2 separate regions of the Mus musculus genome follow, and region 1 is linked to region 2. Evidence: chromatin contacts called from public Hi-C data. All regions are on one chromosome and are shown on one strand. Each heading gives the region's core, a stretch centred on a gene start, on an enhancer-like site or on the middle of the called end of the contact. The rest is flanking DNA. Distances are from core to core; before and after follow the strand shown. Region 1 overlaps Plxna2 (plexin A2). Region 2 has its middle 220 kb from the start of Gm31870.

What was found. A called contact is a pair of places that touch in the nucleus more often than the background predicts.
Region 1: a contact with region 2 is called in a Hi-C map of muscle stem cells, with 2.1 times the contacts expected there. The contact joins two enhancer-like sites. A contact is called at or near these places in 1 of 484 Hi-C or Micro-C datasets (muscle stem cells) and 1 of 115 datasets of contacts at active chromatin or transcription factors (astrocytes).

Annotation. Positions count from the first base shown.
Region 1 is chr1:194,745,771-194,750,387 of GRCm38.p6, forward strand. It overlaps Plxna2 (plexin A2), which reads left to right. Exons shown (of 32, transcript NM_008882.2): 5 at 360-460; 6 at 3,542-3,665. Among named protein-coding and RNA genes, the nearest start is that of Gm46202, 28 kb to the left of the region's middle. Within about 2 kb of position 1,306, at least 74 of the 459 cell types and tissues checked have an H3K27ac peak or open chromatin away from gene starts, as enhancers often do. A contact at or near this core is called in muscle stem cells, where this site is marked.
Region 2 is chr1:193,869,172-193,873,942 of GRCm38.p6, forward strand. No RefSeq gene overlaps it. Among named protein-coding and RNA genes, the nearest start is that of Gm31870, 220 kb to the left of the region's middle. Within about 2 kb of position 1,735, at least 27 of the 459 cell types and tissues checked have an H3K27ac peak or open chromatin away from gene starts, as enhancers often do. A contact at or near this core is called in muscle stem cells, where this site is marked.

The DNA.
Region 1 (4,617 bases), core at 56-2,555, 880 kb after region 2:
CCCCATGTGTGCAGTGCAGGAAGGATGTCTCAGCCCAAGCCCAGCTGAAAGCTCTTCAGAGATGAGTTTGTGCCACTCAATAGCCTTTTAGCAGAATTAACCATTTTCAACACTTGTCAGGCTCTCGAAAAGACACTGATAGAAAGAAGCAATAGGCTGGAGGATTTTCTTTCTACCCTTGGTAAAAATCAAAGAGTCTGGAGCGACCATTGAGATACTTCCTGTTTAGGGTTAGCCTCTTCAGATTTGCCCACAATGAGATGGAAATACCTTAGGGGGAATAAAGGAGAGAATTTTGAAATGTATCTTCAATTTGTCACAACATGACCTTCCCATGTTCCTTTTCCTCTCTCTGCCAGGTCACCAGGGTCCCTGTTGAATCATGTGAACAGTATACAACTTGTGGAGAGTGTCTAAGCTCAGGGGATCCTCACTGTGGCTGGTGTGCCCTGCACAACATGTAAGTTTGTGGTGTTCAGAGGTGGTCCTAGCATGCAGAAGACTGGGGGTTTCCTGGTGTGGTTGACTGGACAGTAAAGGAATTTCCCTCTTTTGAACAGTAGAGATTATAAATGAGACACAATGTGGAAGATAGTGAGAGGCCACAGGATTTGCTTCCTGCATGCAGTTCTTTGCTCATCCTCTCAGCAACTTTAAAACCACATGACTGTGTTCTCATGTGATTGTGAAAAGTCACAGGGCAACTGTAGAATCCTAAAACTTCCCAAAGCCTCTTGCATTGTCTGGACAAGAAGCTGGGCTAAGGCTTACAGACCAGATGGTAGGACGCCAGAACTTGGAATTTGCACTCCAGCTTGCTGCTGTGTGACCCTAGGTGGGTCCCCTGACAACTCTGGGTCTCCATTTCTCCTTTGCCTATTTCACAGGTGAACTGTGAAACCTAAATGAAATAATAAGTGCTTTGGAAATAATGAAGAGGCAATACAAATCAAAATAATTATTAAGGTCTCTGTACCCTTGGGAGGACCCTTCTGGCCTCTTTATTTCATGATTCCAAGAAGTCTGCACTGCATCCAACTGGCCACATATTCCTATTCAAATACATCCCCACCATTGAACAACAGCTCAATAGAAATGCAAAATCACACTTAAACTTCCTAATTCGAGGAGCCCCAGAGGAAGAGAAAAAGGGTGAAAGCCCTAAAACGGGAGCCTGGCTAGGGATTCTGTTGCCCAATAGTGATGGAAACTCCATGGCGCCATGCCAGCTAGCAAAGCGTTTCTATGAAATGTGCTGGGTTTGGGGTGGAGGCGGAGGCAGAGGGCCAGAGTTCAGGGTCCTGCACAATAGCTCTTGGCTTTCAGCCTCTGCAGCAGGTGTTGGGAGGGCTCTGGAGAGAGGGAGGAAGGGAGGCTTCACAGATGCAAAATCTGGACTGGATTTAAGTCCACTAACAAAGGATTGAGTCTCTGCTTGGGTTTTGGAGGTAAGGGACTTCTGAAAAAGTGTTACAAAAGTGACATCAACAAAACCTGGACAGTAAGTTATCATGTAAATCAGTCAGGGGGTCAAGATGCCAGAGCCAGCAACTCTGCTACAGGAATGGAAAAGCTGGTAAATTTGTCAAGTTTCAGTGTGCCTGACCCAAGAATCTGCAGGCTCTTTCTCTGAGAATACAGAGAATGAGCTACATAGAAATGCCCAGGCTTTAGACCCTCACTCATAGATACATAGAAATGCCCAGGCTTTAGACCCTCACACTCTGCAATAGTTATTCACCTGTCCCATGTACATACATCCTGCTCCATCTTCCCTCCCTGCCTTTCTCTCCAGGCTTCAGTGCCTGTTACACTCTGCATATATAGAAAGAATGCAGTAGAATTACAGATTGGAGTTACTGTTTATTTTCTCCAGCTTATATCAGCATCTATTATTAGATCAGTAATGACCCCATCTCTCAACTACCCTAGAACACCTCATCCTTCTCCTGATCCAGGTCAGCTGTGTCTTCTAGAAGGATGGAACTCTTATCAAGATAGCCCAGATTTCCTCTGCTCACTCAACTCCTCACTTATCTTCAGGGAATCTTCCCCACCTCCCTGGGTACACACCTTCCAGCCATTCTACCTAGCAAGCTTGCCTGGGGGTAGGAGCTGCACCTGTTGTATGCAGGTTTCTCATTACCTGGCATTCATATCTTCAGGAGACCCTCTTGCACTCTTCTCCCACCTACCCCAAGACTGCCCATCTAGCAGGACCACGAGGACCCAGCAACTTCAGCCTCAGGCCTGAAAGCCAGCCTCTTCTAAAGCAGTAGAGGATTGAGGCAGAGGGCTGATAACAGAACCTCTGGGTCCCAGGAGATTCAAACCCTCCTGTCGCTTCTGTATTGTTTGCCCCTACAAGTGTTATTGTCTCCCAGACTATTTATCTCTGTTAGAGTTGTTGCCATAAATAGTATGATTCTTTCAAATAGAGTCATTTCAGTTAGTCAATGAGATAAAGGCTCTAGTCAAGAGCTCACTTTAAAGCCATCATAAGGATTCACTTAAACCCCCATAATTCTTCCTTTGACAGCACTCACATTTGAATCCATTATGTACTTGGAAGGAAAGAGGGGAGGAGCTTGGGTACTCAGAGTAGGAAATACTGTTTGACTATGTAGTACTGTACTATGTGACTATTTGGTTTGGAGCTACACTGGCCCTGAGCCTGTCCCATAAGACACAGCAGGTAGTAGCCCTAAGCTTCTGAGTTCAGGCAACACCTCACTTACCTGCCACCATGGAATGAGGACCTTGTGAAGCCAGAGATGATTTCAGAAGAAATGGCCATGTAGGCTTTCTGACACAAGCAACCCTGGATACCTGCTTTATTTGTCTCTGACTTAAGGCATTATTTCATGACACAAACATTCATTTAAAATATAGCATGTGACAGGTAGAATATCTCATTGAATAAAACGTGGATTCTTCTCTTAAAGAACTATTAATCCAGCAAACCATCATATGCATCCTGTCTCACAACAAAGACCCTTGCCTGTTAACACCCTAGGGGGTAAATGATAATGTTATTCATCATTATTATTAATTTCAGTATTTCAAGGGCTAGCATGAGGATACATCCACTAAATGCCAGGCTGCATTCTGAGTACTTCTGCACTTTACTCTTAGAGTAGCCTTACAAAGTAGGGTATTATCATCCTTGCTAATTTAAGGATGAGAAAACAGAGAAGAGAAAGATTAAGTAACTAGACCAGCGAGACCCAGCTAGCAGGTAACAGGCCTGGTATTAGAGACTTACACTCTAGTTGTAGGGTTCATGTTCAGAGCTGTCCTTCTTAAGTACCCCAAATTTCTTACCTAAGCATTCCACATGGTGTTCTTTATACCTAACCAGCATCTTGGCTTGGAATTAATACCCCTTTCTGTGAAATAACATTAGCTACATGTGACAGTGGATACCTGAGAATACAGTGAAAGTCATCACAAGGCAACAAGGTATAGTGCTGGGGCAGCAATATACTCTTACCACAGGGACAGTGGAGCCATGACCTCTTATGAATTTGTGTTCATGTAGGTGCTCCCGAAGAGACAAATGCCAACGGGCCTGGGAAGCAAATCGATTTGCTGCCAGTATCAGCCAGTGCATGAGCCTTGAGGTACACCCCAACAGCATCTCTGTGTCAGATCACAGCCGGCTGGTGAGTACACAGCAGGGAGGACCGACCGGAGCACAGAGCAAACTTCTTTTATACCTGCATTTCAGTGCTAATATCACACACACACACACTCACACACACACACACACACACACACACACACACACTCACACACACACTCACACACACACACACACACACACACACACACTCACACACACACACACACACACTCACACACTCACACACACACACACACACTCACACACACACACACACACACTCACACACACACACACTCACACACACACACACACACTCACACACACACACACACACACACACTCACACACACACACACTCACACACACACACACACACACTCACACACACACACACACTCACACACACACACACACACACACTCACACACACACACACACACTCACACACACACACACGCGCACACACACACACACACACTCACACACACACACACACACTCACACACACTCACACACACACACACACACACTCACACACGCACACACACTCACACACACACACTCACACACACACACACACACTCACACACACACACACTCACACACACACACACACACTCACACACACACACACACACTCACACACACACACACACACGCACACACACACACACACACACTCACACACACACACACACACACACACTCACACACTCACACACACACACACACACACACACACACACACACCTCTTAGGTAACTCTTGTTGTTAAGGGTATAGTCACCACATTCTGCAAATTTATTATCCACAAATCTGTTTTGTAAATCTGAAATTTGGATTTAGCTACAAAAAAATCTATGATATCATACAGCATATTCTTAGGACATGGTATGATTTCTGTCTTCTGTTAATTATTCAAGAAAGCCTTAGCTTGCCACTGTGCTTGGCAGAGGCAGAAAAGAGATTAAAAGAAGACTGAGACTCATT
Region 2 (4,771 bases), core at 485-2,984:
GAGTGGTTTTACCAAACATGTAGTTAATTAACCCTAATTAATTGGAATTTCAAATGCTTTCCAAGTCTGTGGCGGTGTGAAGCTGTCCTCTCTCGCCAATACAAAGATTCAGTGGAAAGTCCTGTATTACCATTAGGAACATAACATTCTTAAAGCAAGTTCTCATAAAGGGTATGAAATTGTTCAAAGGGAAAATCAGAAGAAATTGTCTCTATCAAGTGGTACAAAGCAATTTAGAGAATGTTACTTTGTCAAGCCAGCTTTGAGCTAAGTTATCCTTTGTAAGATTTCTTTTTTTTTCTTTGAGCATCTATTTTTTTCTAACACTGCCCAACCCCCAATTCTTGTAATAAAATCAATATTTTCTGGAAGAACAGAGACGAGAGCCTTTAGAGGACTCCACCTCCTGTTTGCTGCAAAAACATTAATAAATGTCACTAGCAAAGTTGGGTACCAAGGGAAACAGGATGACCTCATGAATATATTTTCTAAAGAGCTTAAAATGTCCATCTTGTATATTATTCGTTCCTTAAAGAGTCTAAGAGCTATTGATCCCTTCAACTGCTGCAAAAAGCAATTTAAATGCACCAAAGGCTCTATATATGGATGGACAGAGCAGAGCCAGATCAGAGTGGCTTTATAATGCCTATTTCTCCATGTGCAGAGCTAGGCTGCAGAAAAGGTGCCCCTTGGTAGGGTAAATGCTATCACTAGGTCTATTACAGCAAAATAATGGAGAATTAGAACTACCTTTGCCTAAAGTGGTAGCAGTTTATAGACCTGCAAAGATTCGTCTGCTGATAAAAAGTGATTTAAAGAAATTAATTGACGATCATTGCATGGCTATTTCCTGGTTCCTAAAGTGGCAGACATCAAACACCACTAGCAGTGTGTGCACTGATATGCACTCTGTGTCTTCCAGACTTGCACATAGTACAGTAACATGAGTAAGAAGCCACAGACAGAGACCCAGGTATCACAGAAGGTTAGACAACATGCCCTTTAACCACGCTGCTCTATTTGTCACTGTGTATTATATTGGGTTACATACAAGTATATAATAGATTTTGAGCATATCTTGACATAGCCCATTACTCTCCCTTACCCCTTTATCTTCCGTTAGTCTACTTTACTGCTCTAGAAAATTTAGATGATGTATAGTTACCACTGTGGAAGACCTGCTGGATCACCTGTTTCACCTGCTTAGTATTTTCCTCAGCAAGCAAAGTGTCCTTTCCTTGACTCCAAGGGCAGCAGGAAGAAGGAAGACTAGTGTTTCCTAATGCGAGTAGCATGTTTTTCAAAGTTAGGCAACTGCTCATCTTACTTCACAGCCTTTGGGGCAGAGCAATTTTGTCCTTTAGGAATTTTTTTTTTTTTTATTTATTATATGTAAGTACACTGTAGCTGTCTTCAGACACTCCAGAAGAGGGTGTCAGATCTTGTTACGGATGGTTGTGAGCCACCATGTGGTTGCTGGGATTTGAACTTCGGACCTTCGGAAGAGCAGTCGGGTACTCTTACCCACTGAGCCATTTCACCAGCCCCCGTCCTTTAGGAATTTTAAGGTGCTTTGAAGCAATCCTTCTGACTTAATTGCTATCATTAGAGAACCAAAAAATCATTTTATTAGCTCTTGGCTATTCCTATTCTTTTGTTTATATTGACACATCTCAACAGTGACACGCATGGAGGCCTGAATTCCCAAGTGCCCCGTGATATGATGAGTCAGACATATTTCATACCAAAGCAGGAGCAACACAGGGCAAAGAGTATAAAACCAGGTCAGGGAGACCAGCTGGCAACAGTGGAGTAAACTTGGCTAAGATGTTGTCTTTTCTGTGGTTTGGATCAGATTTCACTCTTCCCAAACTTGTATGTGTTGGGAACTTGTTTCCCTGCAAGGCAGTGCTAAAGGGATGGGAGTATCTTTAAGAAGTAGGATCTAGTGGGAAGCCTTTAGGTCATTGTGAAGGCTGTCTTCAGGATACACTGTAGACACTCTTTACCTTTCTGGGGTTTTTTTTTTTTTGTTTGTTTGTTTTGTTTTGTTTTGTTTTGTTTTTTTCCATGCCTTGAGGTCACGCTAAACTAATTTTGACATCATGCCTGAGCATTTAAAACTGGGAGCTAAGTCAAGTAAATCGCAAGACTTGGGGAGTGTGTGTGTGTGTGTGTGTAATCAGAAAAAGACTAATTCAGATATCAGGAAGTTTCAAGTTTTGGGGTATCCTAATAAAATGGTGGCAGCTGTGAATAGGAAATCTTTCTTTAAAAGATAGGATAATCACAAACAAATATCCCCAAATATCACTGGGAATAGTTTCCCGCTGGTTCTGTGTGACTTACTTGTGTTCACAAAACATCTTTGATCTTGTCTCACTCAGCCTCTTATTCCAAATTTCCTCCCTAAATCTTGTTACTTCTCCTTTCCCAATCTCCAGTCTGGGTGTGAAAATTCTTGGTGTGCTAATAATCTCTTCAGCACCTTTTCAGCATACATTTTACCGACAGGTGTGATACCCGTTTCTGCAAACATTAACAGAAGTGAGTCGATGACCATTATATTTTACTCCCCCAAACCTGTATTTGTTGTATTTTTAAAATGCATTCTGAGCTAGTAGCCAAATGATTTGCTCTATACTCGGGGGTCAGCCTCTGTCAAATGTTAGATTCTTTCTCCCTGACCTTGCTATGCTGCCCTCCATATTCGCTACAGCTTTGACAGATTCCAAATAGCAGCTCCATACCCCTCACAGGTAAGAAAGGCAGGCTGGGCAAAGATCAGGCAGTTTACAAAAGTTCAATGTAGGCAGAAGAGAATGCTTTCCTTCTGGATAAGAGCTTCCAGTTTTTGTCTTTGTGTTTAGTATGCTCATAGACTTCTCCAGTCTATGAAGACTTTATTCCACAACTGATCAAGTAAGGCAGCAAACTCTACCCACAATCCACAGGCCCTGCCTGCAACCCAGCAAAAATAAAACCAGCACACGTGTTACTCTGTCATAGTGTTCTAAAGTCATTGACCTCAGCAGGGCTGGGGTCGTCAAGTATTCTAATTTACTACAATTTATTAATTCATGAGATCATTTTTGAATGCAGAAAGATCTTGCCTAGGTCACATGAGTCCCATAGGGTAACCAACACTAAGCTGTATTTCTTTTTGGGGGTGGGGGTAGGGTCGAGATAGGGTTTCTCTATATAGTCCTGGCTGTCCTGGAACTCACTTTGTAGACCAGGCTGGCCTCAAACTCAGAAATCCACCTGCCTCTGCCTCCCGAGTGCTGGGATTAAAGGCATGCACCACCACTGCCTGGCTTAAGCTGTATTTCTAAAATGCCAGTCTAATCATGTTCTCTCACTGCCCAAGATGCTAATGGCCCTTTCACTTATGAATTCCTGAGTCTTGCTTCCAGGGACTTCTTATTTCTGGGCAGGAACAACCCCTTTAAGTCTACCTCTTATCTTTGTATGCCTTTATATTTACTGGTTTCTGTCACCCTATTTGTTTTTTCAAGCTTTTCTCTGTCTAGAATGTTCTGTTGCTCATTATCTAATGACATAACCACAGCCATTCTTCAGTGTCTGGGTCAAATGTCACCTCAGTGTGAAGTTCATTAACCCCATTCTCTTAGGACCACATTTGTAACTATCTCATGCCTACTTTTCTGTAGCTCTCATTCCCTTCAGTGAAACCTACTGTCATAGGCAGAGACGTGTCTTATCTTGTCTGGGTACATAAGAGCTTACCTAACTGATTGACATAAAGCAAGTTCCAATAAATCTTTAGGAGAGGAAAGAATGAGACTCAAAATTGGCAAGCATCAAGTCTTGCTAGTTTCAGTTTTCCTTTTTAAGACACCAGCATTAGCTCCTGCCTCACCTGGGTATCTCTTACAGCTGGCAGGTTCGTCATGTGACACAGCATCTTTCACACTCTGTGCTCTTTTAAAGGAGTCTAAGCACACACCCCTCCTAATATTTTCTTTGCAGATTATTCTAGTCTTTCTGGTTCATTTTCATACATCCTGTTGATAATTTTAGTTGTTTTCTCTGGAGTTTTGGAGGATTGTTACTTTATCATCTATAAAATGAGGTGGTGGAGACAGCTTGAAAGGGATGCAGGAATTGGAAGATTCATTTAGCCGGTGTTTGCTACTTAGTGGTTTCCTCTTTTTTTCCACCCTTCTCCACTCCCTTTCTTCCACCCATTCAATCCCTTAACACTAAATAATAGAGGAAAAAGGTTAGAGGACAAAGAGGGTAGAGATCACTGAATAATGTCAGAGGTCAGAAAGTGGGCAGTGTTATTGTTAAACTACTTCCTACTGATTAGGGGCATTGAGTTCCTTGGGGCAAGTTTTGGTAGGATATCTAATTTCTTCTTCTTGTTCTTTCTTCTTTTCACATAACTTCTTAACAAACCATGACCAACAACAACCAACAACCCATCGATAGCCAAATACCCACCACATCTTTCAGGGTCCTAGCATTTATATATCCTTTGAAAAGTCCCCAGAATTCCAAATGTCCCACAATTGTATAAACTCTCTGCAGCTAAACCATACCCCTGCTAGACAGAGCCCCAGGCAATCATAGTCAGCTGCTGTGGACAACCTGAAGCAGCCCCATATCCCACACCTGGGATTAAAATGAAAATATATTCTTATAATATTTCTATTTTTTTAAGAAACCAAAATTCCAAAATTGCCACTACAGATTTTTGGTGTATATAAGGACACAGCAATGCTATTAGGTTCCTGCAATATCT